2 separate regions of the Rattus norvegicus genome follow, and region 1 is linked to region 2. The links are chromatin contacts, called in public Hi-C maps. All regions are on one chromosome and are shown on one strand. The core of a region is the stretch at or near the end of the contact, and the rest is flanking DNA. Distances in the headings are between cores, read along the strand shown.

Region 1 (2,700 bases), core at 65-2,564, 560 kb before region 2:
CTGAGCTGCCAGTGACCTTAGATGAGAAGGGGTGTGCGTGTAAGGAAGCAGGGTGCAATGGGGTACAGTGATAGGGAGTAAGAGGGTAAACACGGACCTGGGAAATCCCTGTCTACCCTCATCCTCTACAGGCATTGCCCAGTGCTCTGCTCCAAGGATGTACTTTGTACGCAAGTTTGTTTTCCTTGTCAAGGACTCTCACCTAATTGTCAGGACAGCACAGGATGCTGGAAACCAGCTTTTAACTAGGTAGTTTGTGGTGCACATCCTCTAGTTTCTTTTCTCAGCATACCATCAAAAGAGAACTCTTTGTCATTATGAAATAATTTTTAGGCAGCTCTCCACTTGGAACGGAGGAAATCTTTTTGTTCTGTTTGTGCCAGGGAACAGTTTTAGTCTTCATCTAGTTCATTTCATTTAAGTATTTCATATCACAGTGTGCATTTCACCAACAATAGATGCCTTCAGATCTTGACATGTCTTGAAAATGGGAAGGAAAGTCTTTTTGGCATAAATAAGAATGATTTATTGACTTGAAACCCATTTTGTGAGTATATAGTCCAGTGAAGCCCATGTTGAGAGATTTTTTTTTTTTTAGCTTGTGAATACAGCTAGATCAGCCTGCCCTACTCAAAACATGAAGAACTTTAGGCTAGATAACCCTAGATGTAAACAGTTAAGGCCAAACTAAAGCATGTAAGGAATCTTCAGTGTGACTTCTATGTTACTGGGCAAGAGGTAGGAAGTACTTAGTGACTTAATTTGTTTTCAAGAATTTATGTGTCTTGGGGAGATTTTAATGGCTGACGTAGTGGAATGATGCAAACACCATATCCGTCTCTGTGCAGTCATTTTGCCTTGTTCAGGGGTGTGTCTTTCACTGGGCCTCAGAGCCATCTGGGGAATTCATTGTTGGAAATGGGTTGATCCAGGCTGACCTTGAACTCACTGTGTAACTGATGCTGCCCTTGAACTCTTGATTCTCCCTCCAGTTCTGAGTGCTGGGGTGCTACAGGTGTGTCTGGTTTTTGTTGGTGGTTGTATCTTGTCTTTCTGGGTTTTGTTTTGTTCTTTAATGTAGTGCTGAGGTTGGACTAAGGGACCTGTGGGGCAAGGACTCTACCAGCTGGACTTTATCCCTGGTCTTCCTGGGAGATTCCTAAGTAGCCAAGATGGACCTGTCCTCCCACTGCCTGAGTCAAGGTCAGACTTTGTGGGCTCTTTTTCTTTAGGAAGCTTTTGAAGTATTGCTGTCACATCAAGACCTGGCAACCTCGGGTGACTGGAGAGCCTGCCACCACTTGGTGGCAGTGTTTCTCCCTGGTCTTGGTGGTCCTGCTCTCCTATGCCCAAGAAAGAACTTGTTTCCTTCCCCCAGTACTGTTCTGTTGGAGTTAAGATAGTTGTACTTCTGCCCACTTGCAACTTATTTGAATAGGGAGTTGTGATTTCCGCAGGACTTTATGGGAAGAGTCTCTTTTTCTCCAGGATTTTATGGCAAGGACAAAAGCAGATAGTGTCCAGTTGACAGATGTGATTATTTTTTTAATTACTCCTCTTTGAGATGGGATTTAGCTCTGCAGGGCTTACTTGGAAACCTCTGCTGTAGCCTCTCAGATACTGGGGTTCCAGGCATATTCTACCTCCCAGGCAAGATTGATTTTTGTTCAATTTTACCTTGCTTTTCTGTAGTAAATAAAGACCTGTTTTGAGATGGAGTTTTTCTTTTCTTTTTTTTTTTTAAATTTATTTACTTTATGTAGCTGTCTTCAGACACACCCGAAGAGGCCATCAGATCTCATTACAAATGGTTGTAAGCCACCATGTGGTTGCTGGGAATTGAACTCAGGACCTCTGGAAGAGCAGTCAGTTGCTCTTAACCGCTGAGCCATCTCTCCAGCTCAAGATGGAGTTTTTTCACGCCAAGGATCTGATTGTTCATGTGAAGTTTTTTGTTTGCTCAGTTTTTGGTTTTGTTTTGTTTTGTGTGTATATGTGTTGTCCTTGGCATATCATTCCAGAACCACTGTGACTGCCTTGGCTGGTTGCTCCTGCGCTTGTTAACACTGCTACGCTAGCACTGTTACTTTTCCCGATGTGCCTCTGGAATTCAAACAGAAGTTCTTCCACTTCGTGAAGTGATCTGAAAACATCATCACCCTGATCACTTCTGCTTGCTAAGGGAATAGAGCCGAGGTTTCTATCCTCAGCATAGGAGCTGGGTGTTCTGGGAGTCAGGTGACTATGACTTGATTGCAGCACCCAGCTGGCAGGGACTTCCTCCTTGGGGTCAACTGACTATTCAGAGCATGTGTGTGTGCCCCAGGACAAAGTCCAAAGTGGAAAGTTTTGATTTGTTATTCTTTTTTTTTTTTTTTTCTACTATTTTTTTTTCTTTTTTTCCGGAGCTGGGGACCGAACCCAGGGCCTTGCGCTGGCTAGGCAAGCGCTCTTCCGCTGAGCTAAATCCCCAACCCCTTGATTTGTTATTCTTAATTTTGAGGCAAGGACAGGGTCTCATATAGTTCATATTGGCCTTGAACTCTGTAGCTAGGGCTAGCCTTGAACTCCCAATCCTGTGAGTACTAGAATTGCAGATGTGCTTTTCTTATCTAGCTTAATTTGTTACTATTAAAGGTTTCAGTAAGATGTCGAAGTGTGACAATGGCAAGAAGTTTGCAATGTTTTCAGGGGGATCAA
Region 2 (2,726 bases), core at 112-2,611:
GGTGTCTTTTTTTTTTTTTGTCTGCTGCAGTAAAATGTCACAAGCTTATATTCTTTACAAACAACAAAAATACGTTGTTGAGAGTTTGGGAGTTTGGGAGTTCAAGACCAAGGCACTAATAGATCTTGTACCTGGTGAGATGTCCATCTCTGGTCATGGGAGCACCTAGCTCTGGTTCTTCCAGCAATAAGAGGCGGGGCAGTGCCCCACCCATTCAGGACCTCAGCACTTTACAACATCACCTCATGACTTGCATATATGGGCTTCGTAGGATACAAGTAAACTATAACAGAGACTGATGAGTGTCCCCCAAAACTATCAGGTCTCCTCAGAGTAACAGGGACATGGAAAAACTTTTGTATAATCAGAAAAACAACTTGGCCCATTTGCCCTAAAAGCTTCCAAGTGGCACAAGCCTTTTCAACCTGGTACTTGGGAGGCAGAGGCAGTCGAGATTTCTGAGTTCAGGTCAACTTAGTACAGAGTTCCAGGACTACACAGAGAAACCCTGTCTTGAAAAACCAAAAAGAGGGGTTGGGGATTTAGCTCAGCGGTAGAGCACTTGCCTAGTGAGCGCAAGGCCCTGGGTTCGGTCCCCAGCTCCGGGGAAAAAAAAAAAAAAAAAAAGAAAAACCAAAAAGAGGGAGCTGGAGAGATGGCTCAATGGTTAGGAGCACTGGCTGTTCTTCCAGAGGACTCTAGTTTCAATTCCCAACACCCACGAAGTAGCTCACAGCTTAACTCCAGCTCTGAGACCCTCATACAGACATACATGCAGGCAAAACACCAATGAGCAAAAAATAAAAATAGACTACACTCATTGTTAACTGCATGTACTGAAAGGATAAAGAATTGCAAAGAACACCTCACAGAGACTGTTCCGGGGGCGGTTCTGCATCTGACCTCTGATAGGTGTGGCCTTCCTGGATCATCTCTCTGACATAATTTCCTGCAAGGGATGTGACATATACCCCTAGAAAGAAAACTCCCCCAGCATAAAGGTGTGGACAGGCTGAATTGCTCCCAAACTTTACAAAAGCATAGGGCTTCACTCCACTCTGTCAATGGTCTGCAAGCCAATGTTGAGCAGGTTTTCCCCATTGTCTAGCAGTAAGCCTAGTTTATTAGGCTCTTGGTTATCAATGCCCATTTTGCAAGTCCTCCAAGAAATGTTCTGGAACATCAACTTACTTTTTCCCATGTACTGGATCCAATTAGTATACTCAAAATATTTCAAGACTAAGGGACAAATGTTTAGGATCCGGGTTTTTTCTCAAGTGGCAGCCCACGTAATTTAGGCCATGAGTGCCATCTGCTGGAGATCCAGGAAGGAACAAGACCTCCAGCAAGAGCTGGTCTCAAAGGTCCTGCCTCCCCCTTCTCCATGACTCCTCTTCCTGTCCTTCCAAGGTTGAGTGGCTTGGTAAACGTCAGTACTGTGCAATGGCAGTGAACATTAGTGAGGAAAAGGCTGGGACATGAGAGCCAGGCTGCCCCCACATCAGTCCTGGTTCCTTGTGACTTTGGGTTCCTGAATCTCTCCATGTTTTATCCTCCTTATTTGAAAGACTGGGATGAAAGTTAGAGCCGATCTCTCCTGAACACAAGAAGAAGGGCTGTATCAATACTAAGAAGGATACTACACACACACACACACAGAGAGAGAGAGAGAGAGAGAGAGAGAGAGAGAGAGAGAGAGAGAGAGAGAGAGGCTCAGGCTCTTGCTAGCAAAGAAATCCTTTCTCAAAGGTAAATGGTAGAATACATCTCATATCACTCAAGTGCTTCCAACATCTGCTGGGTGCCCCAGCTTTGTCTCTTATGGCAAAATTATCCATGGATGCTCTTTTATTTCTGAGATTGAAAAGCTGGCTGCAGCTTTGTTTTTTGAGGAAGCAACAGCTAATCTCAACCAAGCACTTAGGATTCTCAGAAAACCGGAGTTTATACAGTTGCACATTCACATACATAATAGGACTTACATACACATGATGCTTGTATCTGCAAATTTATACACACTCAGATCCATTGTATTAAGGTATATGGTGCACCTCTCTCTCTCTCTCTCTCTCTCTCTCTCTCTCTCTCTCTCTCTCTCTCTGTGTGTGTGTGTGTGTGTGTGTTAATGAACTAGAAATAACTAGGATACCTTAGAGATATCTGTGACCATTTGGATCAAATTCTAGTGGTTGTGGGAGGGAAGTAGACACAGAAGAGATTTTAGGGGATGAGGGTACCTGAGCACTGTGCTCTGATAGGGTTGGAAGTAGGGCAGACAACAGGGCAGGCCTTAGAAAAGGTGGTGATGATGGGACGTTGTATCTGAACAATGCAGCAGGCAGGTAAGCTTAAAGGTAGGTTTCAGCATGGTGATGGTGTGGCAGGAATGACTTTTGAGCATTCTGGTGTGGAAAAACTCTACTCAGATGTACAATTTGTGCTACGCCTTTTCTGAGCCTACAATGTGCCATCTCTGACGTTCCTCAAGCCCCCAGCACAGCCACCCTCTCCACTTAAACTCACTGGGGTGGGGGCTTTATGAGAGAGTGGGGAGGGGCCTTTTCGTCCTGTTTCTGTCTGTCCAGACCTTAGCTCAGTGCCTGACACAATTGGCATGTGGTTTTGATTGTATGGGGGGGGATGGACAGACAGACAGACGTGCATGAATGAAGGAATAAATGAACTGAAGGGCAGACAAAGTAAAGAAGTGGAGAACTGTGAGCCTG

Evidence for each region. Hi-C and Micro-C count contacts between places; a contact is called where the count stands out from the background.
Region 1: a Hi-C map of the Rat2 cell line shows a contact between it and region 2, with 11 times the contacts expected there. The contact joins two enhancer-like sites. A contact is called at or near these places in 12 of 12 Hi-C or Micro-C datasets (the A7r5 cell line, the Rat2 cell line, Schwann cells and 7 more) and 1 of 1 datasets of contacts at active chromatin or transcription factors (oligodendrocytes).

What each region holds. Positions count from the first base shown.
Region 1 is chr14:44,354,710-44,357,409 of GRCr8, reverse strand. The region is part of intron 14 of Tbc1d1 (TBC1 domain family member 1); the gene reads left to right. Among named protein-coding and RNA genes, the nearest start is that of Tbc1d1, 130 kb to the left of the region's middle. Within about 2 kb of position 1,314, at least 5 of the 93 cell types and tissues checked have an H3K27ac peak or open chromatin away from gene starts, as enhancers often do.
Region 2 is chr14:43,791,531-43,794,256 of GRCr8, reverse strand. No RefSeq gene overlaps it. Among named protein-coding and RNA genes, the nearest start is that of Tlr10, 28 kb to the right of the region's middle. Within about 2 kb of position 1,361, at least 5 of the 93 cell types and tissues checked have an H3K27ac peak or open chromatin away from gene starts, as enhancers often do.